Linked DNA regions of Hordeum vulgare: all the other regions are linked to region 3. Evidence: chromatin contacts called from public Hi-C data. All regions are on one chromosome and are shown on one strand. Each heading gives the region's core, a stretch centred on a gene start, on an enhancer-like site or on the middle of the called end of the contact. The rest is flanking DNA. Distances are from core to core; before and after follow the strand shown. Region 1 holds the start of LOC123440169 (cytidine deaminase 1-like). Region 2 has its middle 92 kb from the start of LOC123440169. Region 3 holds the start of LOC123444260 (protein phosphatase 2C 50-like).

Region 1 (3,026 bases), core at 492-2,991, 390 kb before region 3:
AGAAGTTCGTAAAGCGATCCATGGATCGATCATGTGTTTGAGGCTTGCAAGGAACAAGCGGCCCCATTGCCTGATTGGCTGGATGGATAATCAGCGGTCCGGCGGTGCGTGCAGCACGAGCTCCTTCATTCTATCTATTTTTTATGTTTCCTATTTCAGTTTTCTACTGTAGTAAAGTGTCATGAGCTGTAGTGTGTAATTCGTTCAAGCAACGACGTAGAGCAAGAGACGGGGAAGGAGAAGCATCCAGGAAATACTTCACCTGTTTAATACGGCATCGTTCAGATAATTTTTACTTCTATTTTTTTCTCGTAATAATACACACATGAACACAAGAAGTGGTAAGTAGGAGTAGGTCCCAACTCTGGGTGTCCGATCGGCGGATCCCGAGCCCCGTGTGGAATTTACAGCTCACCCATCTGCACAAAAGATTATTTTCTCGTCGTATTATTATTCTTGAAGATTATGAACATTATCTCGTTGGATCTCGCGGCCTGCTCTCCCCACCCCAGAGAGGGTCCGGAGGCGCGCATCACACATCGGACGACCTGTATTTGTACACGTGGAAGCTCGCCTGCGGCGCCACAGCGGCCAGGAAGAACCTGGCCGTCGCCTCCTGCGCCGCCACCGCCCCCTCCTTCTCCACCAGCGCCGCCGCCACCACGTCCCCGGCGGGGCCTCCTCCCCCGGCGACCATCGCAATGATGGCCGTCTGCACGGGGCCCAGCGTCGGGTTGTACGCCGCGGACTCCAGGCAGCCCCCGGCGTACACGTTCCCTTCCCCGTCCGCCACCGCGAACCCCGACGGGCACCCGCTGTACGGCGCGTGCGCCGCGCGCGCCGCCGCCTCCGCGGCGTCCTTCAGGCGCCCCTCCAGGTCGCCGGCGGCGAAGCCATTGGCGACGGCGTCGACGGGATCGCCGAGGCGGTTGTCGTGCCGCTCGAGGACGAGGGGGGCGTCCTTGGGGAGGAGGTCGTGGGGGCCGAAGGGGCGGGGCAGGAGCGACGCCAGCGTGCGCCACTCGGCCGCGCAGCCGTCGGCGGCGTCGGAGGTCACCAGGATGCGGATCCCGGCGGCGCCGCGGATCTCCTGGAGGAACTGCCGGCAGTGGCCGCAGGGCATGTGGGAGACGGCGATGGCGCGGAGCGCGGGCTCCCCGGCGGCAGCGGCGTTGGCGATGAGGAACTGCTCGGCGTGGACCGCCTGGGAGAGAGGGGCGCCCAGGAACTCGAGGTTCACGCCGGCGTAGACGCGTCCGCTCTCGCCAAGCCCGACGGCGCCCACGGGGAACCGCGAGATCGGGGGGCGCGCCCGCAGCATAGCCGAAGGGATCAGCAGGGGCAGCAGGTCCTCCACCGTCGCTACCCCGGCTGCCGCGGCCGCGCGCTCCGCCTCGTCGGCGCTCATCACAAATCCTGGCAGCTCGACAGCCTCGGGCTTCGTCGTCATCTTCTCCTCCCCCATTGCTCAGATCTAACTAGAAACTACGTTGTCAATCTATGATTTTTTTTTCCTCTACCCTGTAATCGTGCCTCGCCGCTTGAGATGGAGAGAGCGCTTGGATGTTTCCTCAAAGAGTGGAGGAGAGGACGAGCGGGGGAGGGGGGAACTTGATGGTGGTAGCGTGTGGGTATTTATAACGGACACACATCCGTGTGCTTTGTTGCTGTTGTTTTTCTCTTGTGCAGGGCTTTGCTTCTTTTCTCTTCTTTTCAGTCCTACACAAAAGCATCTAGCTTAAGAGCATCCAGCCGCGCCCTCCAACAGACTCCAGCCCGCGTTTTTTCCCATCCGCACAAAAAATTTCTTTCAGGACATCGATTTTCATCAGTTCGGTTCATATTTTTGCCCTGCCATCTTGCCGAATCCAGTGCATTGGGGCAATTGGGGGCTCCAGCAGAAGGAAAAACAACGCGTGGGTCATTATTGTCATGCGGAAAACGTTTTTTCTATCTCCAGATTTCGTTCCCGCGTGCACTACATTTTCGTCGCTGTGCCGATCCCGGCGCCGCCCACCTGCCTACCGTCACTAGAAAGGCCAGCTCCCCGGCGAGAAAGAAAGGGTTCGCCGCGACATCGCCCCCTGCTTCTGGTAGAGCTTTTCCGGCGCTCCGGCCACACAAGAGGGGATACGGGCGGCTGCGCGCCCACCATGCTCGCCAGGTCTTCGGCGATTTGTCTCGGAGATGGACTTCGACGACGAGGAGGCGCTCGCGATGCTCCTGGAGGAGGAAGCTGATACCGATGCCTAGGACGAAGAGCACCTTATGGTCCTCGCCGCTCTGGCCGGCCTGTTCGTGAGCAACGCAAAGCCGCGACGAGGTGGCTCGACGCGGGGCCGGCTGGAGGCAAAGCAGAGGCATCGACTCGAAGGCTATTGTTTGCTCTACTCCGATGCTCCAATGCACAACGAGAAAGTATTTCGGCGCCATTATCGTATGAGTCGGAAGCTCTTACTGAGGATTGTGAATTCCATCAGGGATTTCGACAGTTACTTCAAGTGCAAGAAGGATTGCACGAGCACACTTGGATTCACCTCACTTTAGAAGTGCACGACAGGTATGAGGATGCTTGCATATGGAGCTCCCGGCGATGCTCATAAATACTGTGGACGCATGGCCGAGTCCACCACCATTGAGTGTTTGTATAGGTTTTGTAGGGCAGTGGCGGTAGTGTTTGGACCTCAATACTTGCGATCACCCAATGTTGAAGACACTCCTCAGATCCTAGCACAGAATGCAGCAAGAGGATTTCCTGGGATGCTTGAAAGTATCGACTGCATGCATTGAAAATGGAAAAACTGTCCATTTGCTTGGCAGGGGATGTACAAAGGCGCTAAAGGCGCTTGTAGTGTAGTACTTGAGGCAGTGGCCACACATGACCTCTGGATTTGGCACTCCTTCTTTGATATGCCAAGAACTCATAATGTCATCAACGTACTGCAGTCCTCGAATGTCTTTGCCAAGCTTGTTGAAGGTCATGTTCCTCCGATGAACTTTGAGGTCAATGGGCACCACTACACCAT
Region 2 (2,740 bases), core at 120-2,619, 300 kb before region 3:
TCCTCTAGCCCCTCGCACGCGCTCATCTTCAAGAGACTAACGCCGGCCGAGATGGATGGACGGCGCGCTAAGGGACTTTGCTTCAACTGTGACGAGAAGTTTGCACGGGGCCATCGCTGCAAACGGTTGTTCTACATTCAGTTCACCAACATCGAAGATGAGCAGTTTGAGGATTTCCAGGAGGCACAATTCTCCCTCTTGGTTGTCACCGGCATTCCCACCAGCGACACAATGCATGTTACTCTCCGCATCGTGGACCGTGACCTGGTCACCTTGACTGATTCGGGCAGCACTAATAACTTCATCCACGAAGAGCTGGCCACCGTCGTCGGGCTGCCTTTCTCCTCCAATCGTCGCCTGGGAGTCACGATAGCTAATGGCGATAAGGTGACCTGCCGGGGACTCCTGCAGCAAGCTACGATCACCATTGACAAGGAGCGTTTCGTTGTGGATCTGCATGCCATCCCATTGGGCGGGTTCGACATCGTCCTCGGAACACGATTTCTCAAAACTCTTGGGCCAATTCTCTAGGATTTCACGACGCAGTGGATATCGTTTTGGCACTCGAGTCACCGTGTGGAGTGGTCAGGACCTCCTGCCCTTCTAACATGAAGGAAAAACACACACAATGTTTGAAGATATTAGTCAATCATAACAGGTTATGTTTAATCAGCTGATCCAAAGGATCCTGCGATTGCTAGCGTGTATGATGTACCGAATATTTTAAAGAGTCATTTTGTGTATGATTAGTGTCTAGTTTAGTTTCATATTTACTAGTAAGTTTGCGCGTGGAATGTAATATTTAAAAATAAATAATGGTGTTTCAGTATATTTAGTATAATTTAGCTGAATACACATTGTTTGTGATATCACTTAAGATGTGTTTTGGAAAATGAACACCAAAATGAAATCACGTTGTCGCATGAAGAGAATAATGTATTGTGTCATCCATTCGGTCCTATGATAGGTTGTAAAATAAAAACATTAAATCTATTAATTAATCCTCTAAAATCCCGTTGTCAAAATGGGAAAATCTAATCCTATCATGATACTTCTTAATACAACACGACTTCGGTGTACAACATAAATTGATCCCAAGAAAAAGACATGGTTGAAGAAAATACAGCCACAATTTACACTCTTCGTTATCCCATACCGTGTGTCGTACTCGTTCCTGCTTCCGCGAGGCCGTTCAGCTCCATGAAAATGTGATCGTGGCTTCGCGTGACAGAATCAGACGATTTTCGCGGCGCAAAGTCGTCGCACGCTTTTCACGCCGGTTGCTCCGTCGCTCTCTGAACTATGCATATGTTAACGACACACAGGAACCACGAGAAATGATGCTGCTCGGCTGCGGAGTAAGATAACGTGCTCAGTTGGCTAATTAAGCCACTGATAGAGATGGGAAGTTACCATCGATCAGCGCTCACCGGACCACGGTTCCGTCTCATTGCCGGGTCGATGAGCGCAACGTCGGTGCAGTTAGTAGATCAGAGTTTTTTATGTGAGAGATATTAGTAGGTCAGAGTTACTTGCTGCTGATGGGGTTTGTGTCGTCTTTGCACTTCGGAGCAAAGGCGCGTCTTGACAGGAACGCCTGCTCCTCGGCATTCAGAGAAAGCCAGTGAGGCGTGCATCGGAGTGGCACTAAACTCGTGGGTGGAAGAGAAGGCGCAGGCACAGCAAGCAAGCAAAGCTCCCGGAGCAGCAGCCGTGAGAACAGGCGGACCAGTTAGCGGTAAATAGTAATCACCAGAAATACTTTAAACTCAGGATCTGATGGCTAAAATTGCAAGTGCGCTGAGAGGGGCTAACTTTTAAAAATAATACATTTTTTTACTAAATTTGAAAAATACTGTACAGCTTCAAAAAATTCATTAATAATACGCGGTCCGCCTAGCCAAAGCCGACCGGATCCAGTCGACATGGTCGAAGCCGATTAGTCCCTGTCAGCCTCGGCTAGGCCGATAGGCCACTCGACTATCCTCGCACAGGACCGGTCCTGAGATTTCGGAGGCCGAGGGCAAAACTAGAATCGGAAGGCCCTTACTATATGCATCAAATAATAGTTCATATATGTAGATATAAGATGATACTAGAAAACACTTATAGTGTAGGCAAAAGAAATATTAACATTAAGTAATTTATAAACCTTGAAATTTTCTTCTTACTGCCCTATATTCAAAGTGATAGGTGCAAAAGTATTTAACGAAATATGTCACCCATCATTAAGAATCAAAAGTACTTCTTCTCCTAGTGACTCGATCAGATCTCGCCTCTCGATGTTAGAGTATCTCCATTAACACAATGTTATCAAAAAACGAATCATTACACAAGAGACCAGGGCCGGTCCCGACTTTTCCAATGCCCGGGGCGAACTTGAAAATTGGGCCCATAAAGACATACATAGTGAATAATTTCATTCGAACAGTATTATATCACAAAGTTTTATCTGATTTCAATAACCAAACAATGGTAGCAAAGAATTCATTAGCAAATACAATCGCATAATACACAATGGACATGGACATGGTAAGATTTTTGGCAAACAACCGAGTAGGTTATAGTAAACTGGAAAGGAGGGAGGACACCTGAATCGTTGGAGGAGCAAAGTAGAAATTAAACTAGCTGATTCCAAACATCTTGGACCTCACTCCATCCCCACTTTCGTGTTTGAGCAATCTTTACAGAAAGAGAAGACCAACTAGTGAGCCAAAATTAAATAATCAATACAAAGATC
Region 3 (2,922 bases), core at 270-2,769:
AAACGATTTGATTTTTTTCCAGTCAAAGTCATCGTTCCTTACTTATAGGGAGAGGTCCTAAAAAGACAACCAGATGAGCTCGGCGTAGTGGTTGGAGCGCTGGTATTCCATCTAGTTGACCCAGGTTCGATACCTGGAACCTTCATTTCTTTGGTCACGCATTTTTGTTTTATTATTCCCATTTGTTTTTTATCTTCTTTAAATTAATTCGGAATTTACAAATTTCCAAATTAAAAAACTCTTGAGTTTTGAGCGAAAATATTCATAAAGTCATAAAATGTTTTGGGATTTCAAAATGTTTACAGATTTAAATAATACTGATGAAATCATAAAATGTTTGGGAATTCAAAAAAAAGGTTCGGGAAATCATAAAACGTTCATGGACTCAAAAAATGTTGATGATTTAAAAAAATTGTTTTGATTTTGTAAAAGAATTCACAATTTCATATTTTCAAAAAATATATTCAGCAAATATAAAACATTCATGATTTTGAAAATGATCATGTATTCAAAAATATCCTTGAATTCGAAGAAAATGTGTAAGAAATTTTGAAAAACGTTCACGGAAACTAAAAAAATGCAAAAATATGTATTATACAACAGATTTAATCTTACCATGGCGGTCTCCTCTCCATAAACTGCAGGTGCCGTCCTTAGGTTAGAGCACGGCGACAATGAGGCATACGTATTTAGTGACCACTAACCACATTACAAAAATCCTTGTCAGAAGCCGTTTACTCTATAGCGATGCCCCTGTGTTGTGCTAAAGTATAATGAAAAGCACATCATCTTGAAATTGATTGTTAGCGATGATGAAAAGTATAATGGACAATATGAACATCATTAGCGATTACGATGAAAAGAAAAATAACAACAAAATTAAATGGGTAGCTAGGAGCGTGCAACATTTTATTTTTTTCCGCTTGCAACGCACGGACACATTTCCTTAGGGCATGTACAATGGTGCTATCTTAGAAGTGCCACATAGGATAAATGATGAGGTGGAGAAGAGAAAACTCGAAAAAAAGGCTTTGCCTTCTCTTATTTAAAAGAAAACAAGAGGTGATCTCGTAGCACAATACGCCTCATCATGTTTTTAGGAATAACTAATTATAAAAGATAGGGTTAAAAGATGACCCATTGTAGACTCTCTTTTTTGTCATTGTACCTGCCTTTAAAGAAAACTCAGTCAACTTACTTATAGCTTCTCGCCTTTTTTTTTTTGACACGAGAGCTGGTCTGCGGCCGTGTGCAACGGTGCAGGCAGCCGAGTATAGCATAGCAGACACCAAAATCTCGAGTGAGCAACAGACGGTAACAAACAAACCCACGATCAGGTCCACCCCACTCCATCCAGATTCCAGGCCCAGCGGGAGGAAGTTTTTAAAAAGGAAAACTGGAGCAGACCAGCAGCAGCGCCTAGACGCGACACCTGTTCTTCATGGCGCAGCCAATCGCATCCCCCCACCTCGCTTCCTTGCGGCTCGTGCCTTTCCTCCCTCACTCACAGTCACACGTCCCGCTCGCCCGCATCCGCTCCTCCTCCCCCGAACACGCAACGCCGTCGTCCGCCACTGGCAACCTCCCACGCCCCCGCGCGCCGCGCCCACCTGGTACACGTACTCCCGAACCCAGCACCAACCCTCCTCGTCACCACTCTCTCTCTCTACTTTCCCTCGCTCTCTCCCTCTCTCTCTCTTTCTCCATTGCTGCACCCTTGATTCGCGCAAAGGACGCCACGGCTCGCGCTCTCTCTGTTGGTGGGCTGCTCAGGCGCGTGGTGCGGCTGGCCGGCGCTGCCGTCGGCGTGGTCTCGGGGCTGTTTTACTGCCGTGGGATCGGGTGATGGCGGCGGCGGTGTTCGCCGGGGACGGGGCCGCCGCGCGCGGGGGGTGCTCGGCGGAATGCGCCGGGGGGATCGAGAGGCCACCGGATCTCGGGAGCAGGGCGGGGGACGGGTGCGGCAAGCGGAGCGTGTACCTCATGGAGTGCGTGCCGCTGTGGGGCTGCGCCGCGGCGCGCGGCCGTGCCGCGGAGATGGAGGACGCGTGCGCCGCCGTGCCGCGCTTCGCTGCCCTGCCGGCGCGGATGCTCGCCAGCAGCCGTGAGCTGGACGGGATCGGGGGCGACTTCGACGCCGCCGAGCTCCGGCTCCCAGCGCACCTGTTCGGCGTCTACGATGGGCACGGCGGCTCGGAGGTGGGGTTATCTTCTCCTGTGACTCTTGGCCCAGAGTCCCGGACCAAACACATTTGACTTGAAGCGGGCCCTCTTGCTCATGCTTGATCATGTCTGTGCAGGTCGCAAACTACTGCCGGGATAAGATCCACGTTGTGTTGAGAGAAGTGCTGAGAGACGGCAGGGGGTTGGAGGAACTGGGAGAAGTAGGGGAGGTGGACGTGAAGGAATCATGGGAGAAGGTTTTCGGTGATTGTTTCCAGAAGGTAGACGACGAGGTGTCGGGGAAAGCGATCAGGTTTTCCAATGGCGTCACGGAGCTCCGTCCGGAGCCTATTGCCGCTGATAACGTCGGTTCCACTGCCGTGGTTGCGATTGTCTGCTCTTCTCATGTCATAACTGCGAATTGTGGAGATTCACGCGTCGTGCTCTGCCGTGGGAAGGAGCCGATTGCTCTGTCCGTCGATCACAAAGTACATACTGGGCTTTACTGTTCAGCTAAGTTTTTTGGTTAAGGCAAATTGTATCTGATTATGCTTTCCTGTTCTAGCCTGATGGGAAAGACGAGCGTGCCAGGATTGAGGCCGCAGGTGGAAAGGTCATTGACTGGAATGGTTATCGTGTCTCTGGTATTCTCGCAATGTCACGGTCAATCGGTAAGTTTTCCGCCTTTGCACGCCCAAGCTTATTACCTGGACAAACATATTGATGATTTCTTTTTTTCTTTTTTTTGCGGGAAACATA

The links. A called contact is a pair of places that touch in the nucleus more often than the background predicts.
Region 1: a Hi-C map of leaf shows a contact between it and region 3, with 6 times the contacts expected there. The contact joins the promoter of LOC123440169 here to the promoter of LOC123444260 in region 3. A contact is called at or near these places in 2 of 6 Hi-C or Micro-C datasets (leaf and seedling).
Region 2: a contact with region 3 is called in a Hi-C map of leaf, with 2.8 times the contacts expected there. The contact joins the enhancer-like site here to the promoter of LOC123444260 in region 3. A contact is called at or near these places in 2 of 6 Hi-C or Micro-C datasets (leaf and seedling).

The regions. Positions count from the first base shown.
Region 1 is chr3H:460,596,836-460,599,861 of MorexV3_pseudomolecules_assembly, forward strand. LOC123440169 (cytidine deaminase 1-like) reads right to left here and starts at 1,742. Exons shown (of 1, transcript XM_045116741.1): 1 at 281-1,742. The coding sequence starts at 1,465. The coding sequence ends at 533.
Region 2 is chr3H:460,688,727-460,691,466 of MorexV3_pseudomolecules_assembly, forward strand. No RefSeq gene overlaps it. Among protein-coding and RNA genes, the nearest start is that of LOC123440169, 92 kb to the left of the region's middle. Within about 2 kb of position 1,370, at least 1 of the 3 cell types and tissues checked has open chromatin away from gene starts, as enhancers often do. A contact at or near this core is called in leaf, where this site is marked.
Region 3 is chr3H:460,991,886-460,994,807 of MorexV3_pseudomolecules_assembly, forward strand. LOC123444260 (protein phosphatase 2C 50-like) reads left to right here and starts at 1,520. Exons shown (of 4, transcript XM_045120926.1): 1 at 1,520-2,199; 2 at 2,301-2,651; 3 at 2,729-2,834. The coding sequence starts at 1,846.